Regions from separate parts of the Mus musculus genome. Here all the other regions are linked to region 1. The links are chromatin contacts, called in public Hi-C and HiChIP or PLAC-seq maps. All regions are on one chromosome and are shown on one strand. The core of a region is the stretch at or near the end of the contact, and the rest is flanking DNA. Distances in the headings are between cores, read along the strand shown. Region 1 has its middle 3.9 kb from the start of Gm32605. Region 2 has its middle 38 kb from the start of Mdm1. Region 3 overlaps Gm32663 (a long non-coding RNA gene).

Region 1 (2,950 bases), core at 311-2,810:
AAGTGCCCAAAGAGAGCCATCAGAGGAAGAGGTGGTGTTTGTAGAACGCTGATTGAGAACCAGGAAGTACAGTAAGTACGTACCTTATGCCATTCTCTGACTAGTCCTCAGAAGGGAGCCAGGCCCTGGCAGGATTCCCATTTTACAGATGACAGAACTAGATAGAGTAAGATTTAGTAACTGGCTAGGGCTGTCAGGTCGAGAGTGACTACTCAATACAGCTTCGGGGTGTAGCCTCAAAGGACCACTCCCAGCACAGAAGCCAAACTCTATAAAGGCATATTCCCTTCACCTCTATAAATGCTTTAAGAGATTCGTAATAAGATGGAGTAATGGCCGACACCGTTACTTGCCGGGGTGAACTTAATTTTCAACTTCTAAAGTCATAAATTTTGTTCAGAAGGCTGTCTCGGAACACGGGGAAGTGAACAATGACCCACTTCACACCAAGGAGCTTTAAAGAAGGTCTGTTTTAAATAGCATGCCCTTGAGTATTTGCCACCAAAATTGCTAACCGTTTGTCAAGTGAGCTATGGGGGGGGGGGGGGGGTTGGGAGGGGGCGGCGTGCCTCTCACCTACCCACGTGTCCCTTTGACATTTGGTAACTAGGCTATACCTTTATCTTCAGTATCAAATAATTGTCTGTGACCTCGACTGTGGAACGTGAGAGTACTCTGAATCCAGGTTGGTCATGGTTTTTGGGGGAAAGTGTTTAGGCGTTTTAAGACCCTGGCTGAGTTTCCATCTCTGTCATTTGATTTTTATCGTAAGATGTTAATCTCACGAATGAAAGGAAGGGAAAGGATGAGAAGAGAAGAGAAGAAAGAACGAAGAAAGGAGAGGAAGGGTGAGAGAGAGGCAGAGACAGACACAGAGAATGAATCATCAAAAGGGGAAGAGGAAAAAAAAAAGGCTTCCCACTATAGCAAAGGGTTAGAGCCACTAACATCAAATTTCTAAAAAACTGCTGCTGTTAGAAACATTAATTGCCTCAGCCCATAATTAATTGATGGCACGTGCCTATAATCCCAGCCCTCAGAAGACTGAAATAGAAAGATTTTAAGTTCAAGACCAGCCTGAGCTACAGAGAGACTCTGCCTCCAACAGGTCGGGGAGGGGGATGGATAAAAAAGAAAGGAAACATCTTGTGGAGGGAAGAAGAACCGTTCACACATTTTTTGTAGGTATCAAATCTCAGTTCTTAGGATGAAAGAATAAACTGGTCTCCTTCTACAAATGACAACGGGAAATGAGTGGCTTTACTGGAAATAAAATGTGTTGCCGCCAAAGTAGAAAATAGAGAGTCTGCAAGTTTGTGGATGTGGAAAACCAGACAAGCAGTATGACGAAATGGCGTACATGGTGAGGCAGGGCTGTCCCCTGAAAGAATTGCCAGTTCTGGGCTTAGTTTCAGGCTTCTATTGAAATGACTACGTGGTTTAGGACAAATTAAGTAAACTCTTTGCTGCTTTGGTGAGCTGTCCCCAGAGTGGAAGTTGCACTCCCACAAATGAGATTACCCAGCTCCAGAGCAAGCTTGCCTTTCCAGGCAAGCCTGGGGAAGGGACGGTTATCAGATCTACCGGCTGGAGAAGAACACAGGGCGAAAGCAATGTGCTGGACAGACTCTGTAATGACGCCATTGCTGATCATATGACCCTGACTGCTTCCGCTACCCACCCACCCCCACTCGCCTCCCGCACCGAGTCTATATAATGCTCTCTTAGATTTGAGTCACTTCTTTTTCCTTCGAACTAGATTGTCTTTAAAATGAAGACCTGAGCTGGAGAATACTTGCTTAGATGCAGGAAGCCCTGACTTTGATCCCCAGTACTGCTTCAAAACCAGGCTAGCAAAGTGATGTAGTCTCGCAATCCCAACACTCAGAGGGAGAGACAGGAGGATCAACAGTTCAAAGTTATCTCTAACTAAATAGCTTGTTGGAGGCTAGCCTGGGCTACCTGAGATTTTTGTCTCCAAATTTTTTTCCATGAAGTTAAAAAAATATTAATAATGCAGTAGAAATGATACATTCACAATAGGCTATGTTGTTTAAATCTTGTTTGGCTTTGGTTTAAATTATTTATTTTGTCAGTTTGGGTTTTTTGTTTGTTTGTTTGTTTGTTTGAGGCACAATCTTGCTATACAATCCAGGAAGGCCTTGAACTTGATGCATAACCCAAACTGGCTTCAAATTTACAAATTTCATCCTGCCAAGCAGCCCAACCCCTGTGCTCAACGTTTCCATTTTGAAAGCAATTTGAATGAACTAGCAGTGAGCCACTTGACTTCATTTGCTATCAGTGTGGCTTCGGGTAGCTTAAGACTCACCACGCATCTCAGACATGGTAGTTTGTTCAGTGTTTAAGGGATAAAACAGACATAGGCAGAGATTCCCTTGCTAATCGGTGTCTTCTCTTACAGCGATTCTTCATGGTCCAGAATGGCGATTCTCAACCGGCGTGTGGAGACCCCTTTCACAGGGGCCACACATCAGATATCATGAACATCAGATATTTACATTACAGTTCATAACAGCAGCAAAATTACCGTTATGAAGTAGCAACCAAAATAATTTTATAGTATAGGGGGTCACCACAATATGAGGGACTATATTAAAGGGTCACAGCATTAGGAAGGTTGTGAACCACTGGTCTGGAAATTTTGTTGTATATATTTGTGAGTATTAGAAAAGAATAAATAATAGTTATATATAACATATATGTTGTAATAATTAATTACCTAATTATAAGTAAATGATTTAAGAAATAGATAAGTTTATAAGGCAGCAATAGAGCATTTGCCTAGCAGGTGTGAGCTCCTGGGTTCTGTTCCAAGTACCTCAGGGGAACAAAGAAAGCCAGGAATAGAATAGATATTCTGGTAAGGGACACAGCCTGTATCTTTAATTTACGCTTGCGGGTTATGTTGTTGTGCGATCCAGCTGAC
Region 2 (2,950 bases), core at 304-2,803, 230 kb before region 1:
TTTTTTCTTGTTAGTTTGTTGGGGTTTTTGCTGCTGTTGTTGGTTTTTTGGTTTGCTTTGGTTTTGATCTTTATTTCAGACAGATGAAGCAAAGCTACCTGCTAAGAGAAAAACATTAAAATAAGCTGCAGAATTTCAATATTATTAACTCATTTTCTTAAAATATGTTGGGGCAGGGAGATGGCTTGGCAGGTATTGCCACCAAACCTGGTGACCGGAGTTAGATAGCTGGAGCACCGTGTATGGTAGGAGAGAAGTGACTCCTACAAGTTGTCTTCTGATCACCACACAGGGTCTGTGACACCCACTCTCTTTCTCACAAACACAATAATTAATGGAAAAAATAATCAAAGCAAAAGTATACTTTGATTAATGAATACCATCTATGCTCTAACATCGTAAATGCTATAATTACCTACATCACACATATAATAACTTATAATGTACATACATTATAATTATAAATATTTTAAGTTGCATTATAAAGTCTCTAGAAAATAGACACCAAGTTATTGGAGGGTGGTAGTGACCTGACAGGACGGGAGGAAGCTAACTTTTACTTCCCGTGACTCAGCGTTTTCAGTCCGCTAAATGGGACACATTTATAACAACAGTACATTGCTTTATGATTTAAAAAGCACCAGGCCTGGTGGTGTTATGCCTTTAATCCCAGCAGAGCAGGAAGAGGCAGAATTCAAGGCCAGCCTCATCTGCGTAGTGAGTTCCAGGACAGTCAGTGCTAGGGCACAAGACCTTATCAGAAAAACAAAATGAACGAACAAACGAAAAACTGGACAACAGCGTGTTCTCTACTGAACTTTTTCCATTTTCGTTTCACTCCTCACAGAATGCTTTCCTTTGGATTTGGAACCTGGGTCGTCTGAGGGTCTTTTCTTCTCGAGAATCATTCTTGGTTCTCACAGAACCCGTCTCAGACGTGTGTGCTGTTTAGACAACTCTTGAATTGCATTTTTAAGGTTTTTGTCGTTGTTGTTGTTGTTCCAACTGATGGTTATGAAATAAGTTGTGAAATAAGAAATAGCTCATAAAAGACGGTCACAGTCCCCATTTGGGGGGCATCTATCTGTATGTCCCACACATTCTTAAGATTCCTATCTCCTGGGCATCTGTGATTTCCACATCGCAGCCTAACAGCATGATGCAATTGTCCCTTGTCACCAACAGAGATGCTGTGTCCTCCCACAATTTCACAACAGTCTTTCCCCTTCTGCTGGGCTCACGCCCAGCAAGGCTGTATGAAGGAATCTCAGGAGCTGAAATGACTCCGCCCTGTGAGGAAAGGACGCAGGATGCAGGGCCTGCCGCCCCTGTGCCCTGGCCCGTGTTTGTTGTTCTATTGGGCAATGTGGACAGCGGTTCACAAGGCAACACAGCCTCCACCCCTAGCAAGTGAGCAGAGCGCCTGGCTGGCGGAGGAGAGATGCTCCGCTTCTCTGTGACCACGCCCTTTCTTAGGCTGGGCGGCGCAGGAAGCCGACCGAGAGGGAGGAAGCTTTGAGCTGTGGGAACCTCAGCGTGTGGGCTGACAAAGATCTGCTCCACCCCTCACCCTGGAGACTGGCTCAGACCATGCCTTTCTCCCTCCTCAGCAACCCCCCTGCTTACACAGACGACTGACATGGTTCCATAATGTAATCAAGTCATGCAAGTGGAAATAAAGTAGAAACGAGACGGCATATCCTCCCCCCAACCCCCGCACAATTTTGAATGGTGATAGTGACAACCAGATAAAACCAGATACATGGTTTCAACTGATTGCTGGCGGGGGGGGGGGGGGGGGGTGGTGCGGGGTGCGGGGGGGGGGGTACCATCCTGCCAGAAACTTCTCCTTCTGAGGCAATTTAAAAGCATGTATCAAAAGCCTTAAAGGTTGTCTTGTCTACACTTGGGGAATTTAGCCTGAAGAAACACCAGGTGTGTCTATAGAATGTTGTTCTCATGGTCATTTATAAAGATAGAATACTTGTGGTGGCACACGCCTTTAATACCAGCACTCGGGAGGTAGAGGCAGGTAGATTTCTGAGTTCAAGGCTAGCCTGGTCTACAAAGTGAGTTCCAGGACGGCCAGGGCTATACAGAGAAACCCTGTCTCGAAAACACTGAGAGAGAGAGAGAGAGAGAGAGAGAGAGAGAATGAATACTTGGTTGTCATTCAGAATAGTATCTCAGAAGGACATTTTTTTCAAAAGAGCCAGACTTGGGCTACTGCATGAGCCCAAGACTAGCTGAACAGCAGAGACACTGCCTCAGAATAAAAATTTAGGAGATAGCTCAATAATAGATCACTCGTCTACCATGTGCAAGGCTCTAGCTTTGATTCTCAGTACCCACCCCCAAAAACAGTATTCCTGGTAAGGCCCGTTGCATCATCTGTAATATTAATATATATATTTATGTGAGGATATATCTATATATCCTCACATAAAATATGTATGTGTGCATACATAAAATATACTATGTGTATATGTGTACAAAGATAGGGGGAAGCACTTCCTTTCTCATGGGAGGGGGACACTCTTCTCTTGTCTGCTACTTCGAGCACTGTCCTTGGGTCTCAGCCTGGCTCCTGGCTACTCTTGGTTCCCAGGCTGTAACTTCCTCTCCTCAAATAGTCTCTGTCCTTGAGGCATCTCCTCGTCCACCCTTAACTCACTACATTTACCTCATCTCCTGTGTGGCTTTACTGTGCTGATGGTCCTTTGATAAAATATCTGTCTCCATTCTCCTCCCCCAGGCCTTTAGTGTATATCCAAGTATCTCCTAGAAATGCTCACCCCGGTATGATACCTTTACTTAGCCTCTCATAACAGAATCTAACTTCCTCTACCTCCCCTGCCCCAACACGCACAAACACCACACCCCTGCTTCTTCCTCATCACACCCAACCTCAGTAAAGGGGCTACCATTTCACCAGGCAGAGGGCCAGAAG
Region 3 (2,950 bases), core at 132-2,631, 180 kb before region 1:
TTCATTGTATAGGATGCCCATAATTTACTTAACTACTTCCCTGTTGACAAATATTTGCATTGTTTCAAATCTTCTGCTCTTACTGTAACACTGTGAGCATTTCAATCACTCTAGATAAATAAGTCTATAGAATAAATTCTGACAATGGCGTTCATGAGGTGAAGTATTCAAGATATACACAATTTTAAAGGCTGATTCCAAATAACTGTTCGTGAAGTTATACAAGTTTATTACCCCACTGGTAATGTCTGAGAACACCAATCTCCTCATATCTGTTCACATTTGACTTCCTTCTCACCATGCAACAGTGGTGCCCGACTTCAGGGTCCCAACTCTTTGGGAGTCAAATGACCCTTTCACAGGGTTCACCCTAGACACCAGAATATTTACACTATGAGATCTATACCACAATTCATAAAAGTGGCAAAATTACAATTATGAAACAGCAACAGAAATAATTTTATGGCTGGGGTCACTACAACCTGAGGAACCGTATTAAAGGGTCACAGCATCAGGAAGGTTGAGAACTGCTACCCTGCAACAGTAAAAATGACTATCTGGAGCAATTTGATTCCTAACTACAGCCGTATAAAGCTAGCTATCTCTTAATGTGTTTAACAAGGACATCCTCTTTTCTGTGGATTTTATTTTATTTTACACATTTTTCGCATTGGACTTGTGGCCTTTTTCCTATTAACTTATGAGAAAGTTCTATACATAAAGAAGATGAGACCTTGTTCACTAAACTGCAAATGTTTTCCGACTTCATATTTAATTTATGACTTTGTAATGGTACTTTAAAAAAAGGTGTTCTCTCTCTCTCTCTCTCTCTCTCTCTCTCTCTCTCTCTGTGTGTGTGTGTGTGTGTGTGTGTGTGTGTGTGTGTGTGTGTGTGTGTGTGTGTGTTGGTATGTTTATGTGGATGCCTGCAAGTGTCCACAGAAGCCAGAAGAGGTTGTCAGATCCCCTGCAATTGAAGTACAGGAGGTTGTAAGCCCACTGATGTGGATGCTGGACCTCTGCAAGAGCAGGCAAATACTGAACTGCTGAGCCATCTCTCCAGCCCCTATGTAGCTTCCTGCATTGCAGGAAACCGTATCCTCTGCTCACTTTCTGAAGCATCACACTGAATTGAGGTGAAAGAAGCTGAACCTTATTAGAAATGAGGAATGGGGCACAGCCAAGGAGGAACCACACCCTTCATGGTTTCTTCTTTCATTCGACACCATCACTACGTTCTGGTACTAATGCTGCCACAGAGCTCAGCCCGCTGACTAGACAAAAATCATCTCTCATGACATCAGCCACCACAGTCCAAAGGAAGACAGACTTCCTGGCTGAATCAGAGAGAAATTGATGCTCTGAGGTCTCCAAAGAATGCAGTGACCACAACAGATTTCCTTATTCTGAAGCTACCTCCTCAGACCATCCAATTATAAGAGTCCAAAGAATCAGCCTGCAGATGACTTGGTAACTGAATGAGCAAAGAAAAGAAAGAAGGGGGGAAATGACTAATGGAAATCACACTGCAAGCAAGGGGTGTGCCACACAGGACCCAAATTGCCGGCAGCAGATAAGCAAGTAACCTTGGAACCTTTCTCGAATGAGGGAGGAGGGAGCCCTTTTCAGAGGATCACATATCAAACGCAATACAGAGGCAGTGGTGGGAGGGATGATACTTCTGTTGTTATTGTTGTTGTTGTTGTTGTTAACATTTGTTTATTATTACATGTAAGTACACTGTAGCTGTCTTCAGACGCACCAGAAGAGGGCGTCAGATCTCATTACGGATGGTTGTGAGCCACCACGTGGTTGCTGGGATTTGAACTCAGGACCTTTGGAAGAGTAGTTAGTGCTCTTAACTGCTGAGCCATCTCTCCAGCCCCACGATACTTCTTTTAAGGGTTTAGGAAGAAAACTAAGCAGTTCTATAACAATACCAAGAAAATGGGCCAAGACTGTTTGCAAAAAGAATGTTTCCTGCATTTCTCAGCCCGATCTGTGGCGGTTTCGGAAAGCCACCAGCATTCTGTCTCATCTGAACCAATTCTGCTCCTGCCTTGTAGGATCCTGGGAGCCTTACCCTTGTTCACCACCTAGTCCAGTCCTCTACAGTCTATCGGCTCTCTGTGTGCTTCCTTTTTCTCCGACTGGCCTCTCTATATATAACTTTTGCGCTGGACCCTGGCAGCGCAGTCCCAAAACCTGGCAGAGCAATCTTCCCCATGCCTTGGCTTCCTGACCCACGTTCGGGCGCCTGTTCCTCCTGGAACACTGCCCTGAACTTCAGCCTCCTTGGCAAGGGCACCAGCAGCCCTGCCAGCATCCTGTTCCTCTCGGAGACAGGACAGAGTTCTTTTCCAACCCGGATGGTACTCCAGGCTCCTCTATGGTCACTCTTCTCTTCCTGAGCACCAACTGAATATTTCCATTTGCCATTGTTCCATCCGGTCCTAGTATAGATCTCCCTCCCTCTCCTACGTGGGAACTCACAGATACCTGTGTCAGCAAAATCAAGTCCCGATTCATCACACACCAACTCCACCCACTTTCAACCGTAAGTGTGTTTATTAAAAACAAGAAAATCGGAGGTCCAAAAACTCCAGGTTTGATTAATCCTGCAGCCCGCGGTTGTCATGAAGGATCTGAGACTTCTCTCTTGGCTCTGCTAAATGTGCTGCCTACTTTTCAGAGAGCTGCATAGCAGCGGACCTGATTGGGTTGGGAAAGTCTCCCCGGCACCCTAGGAACAATCGATTCATCCACTAGGAGATACTGGCCAGCCAGCTGCTGAGCTACTCATGGTGTGAGGGAATTTTGACTAGCATCCTGGCAGTATAATATCTAGAGACAGAAAGACATTTCTTGGAACGTCTGTTTTGGAGAGAGAGAGAGAGAGAGAGAGAGAGAGAGAGAGAGAGAGAGAGAGAGAGAGAGAGAGAGAGAGAGA

What was found. Hi-C and Micro-C count contacts between places; a contact is called where the count stands out from the background. HiChIP or PLAC-seq counts read pairs in DNA pulled down with a chosen protein or histone mark.
Region 2: a contact with region 1 is called in an H3K27ac HiChIP or PLAC-seq map of acute myeloid leukemia, with 5 times the contacts expected there. The contact joins two enhancer-like sites. A contact is called at or near these places in 1 of 15 datasets of contacts at CTCF or cohesin (the NIH/3T3 cell line), 9 of 484 Hi-C or Micro-C datasets (CD8 T cells, the N1E-115 cell line, bone marrow and 6 more), 9 of 115 datasets of contacts at active chromatin or transcription factors (CD8 T cells, Th17 cells, acute myeloid leukemia and 6 more) and 1 of 9 other capture datasets (embryonic stem cells).
Region 3: a Hi-C map of bone marrow-derived macrophages shows a contact between it and region 1, with 26 read pairs. The contact joins two enhancer-like sites. A contact is called at or near these places in 3 of 484 Hi-C or Micro-C datasets (LSK cells, bone marrow-derived macrophages and nephron progenitors), 5 of 115 datasets of contacts at active chromatin or transcription factors (CD4 T cells, DN3 thymocytes, the HPC-7 cell line and 2 more) and 1 of 9 other capture datasets (embryonic stem cells).

Annotation. Positions count from the first base shown.
Region 1 is chr10:117,871,316-117,874,265 of GRCm38.p6, reverse strand. No RefSeq gene overlaps it. Among named protein-coding and RNA genes, the nearest start is that of Gm32605, 3.9 kb to the left of the region's middle. Within about 2 kb of position 1,560, at least 18 of the 459 cell types and tissues checked have an H3K27ac peak or open chromatin away from gene starts, as enhancers often do. A contact at or near this core is called in the N1E-115 cell line, Th17 cells, acute myeloid leukemia and 3 more, where this site is marked.
Region 2 is chr10:118,101,849-118,104,798 of GRCm38.p6, reverse strand. No RefSeq gene overlaps it. Among named protein-coding and RNA genes, the nearest start is that of Mdm1, 38 kb to the left of the region's middle. Within about 2 kb of position 1,553, at least 340 of the 459 cell types and tissues checked have an H3K27ac peak or open chromatin away from gene starts, as enhancers often do. A contact at or near this core is called in the N1E-115 cell line, Th17 cells, acute myeloid leukemia and 3 more, where this site is marked.
Region 3 is chr10:118,048,837-118,051,786 of GRCm38.p6, reverse strand. The region is part of intron 1 of Gm32663 (a long non-coding RNA gene); the gene reads right to left. Among named protein-coding and RNA genes, the nearest start is that of Gm32663, 37 kb to the right of the region's middle. Within about 2 kb of position 1,381, at least 96 of the 459 cell types and tissues checked have an H3K27ac peak or open chromatin away from gene starts, as enhancers often do. A contact at or near this core is called in bone marrow-derived macrophages, where this site is marked.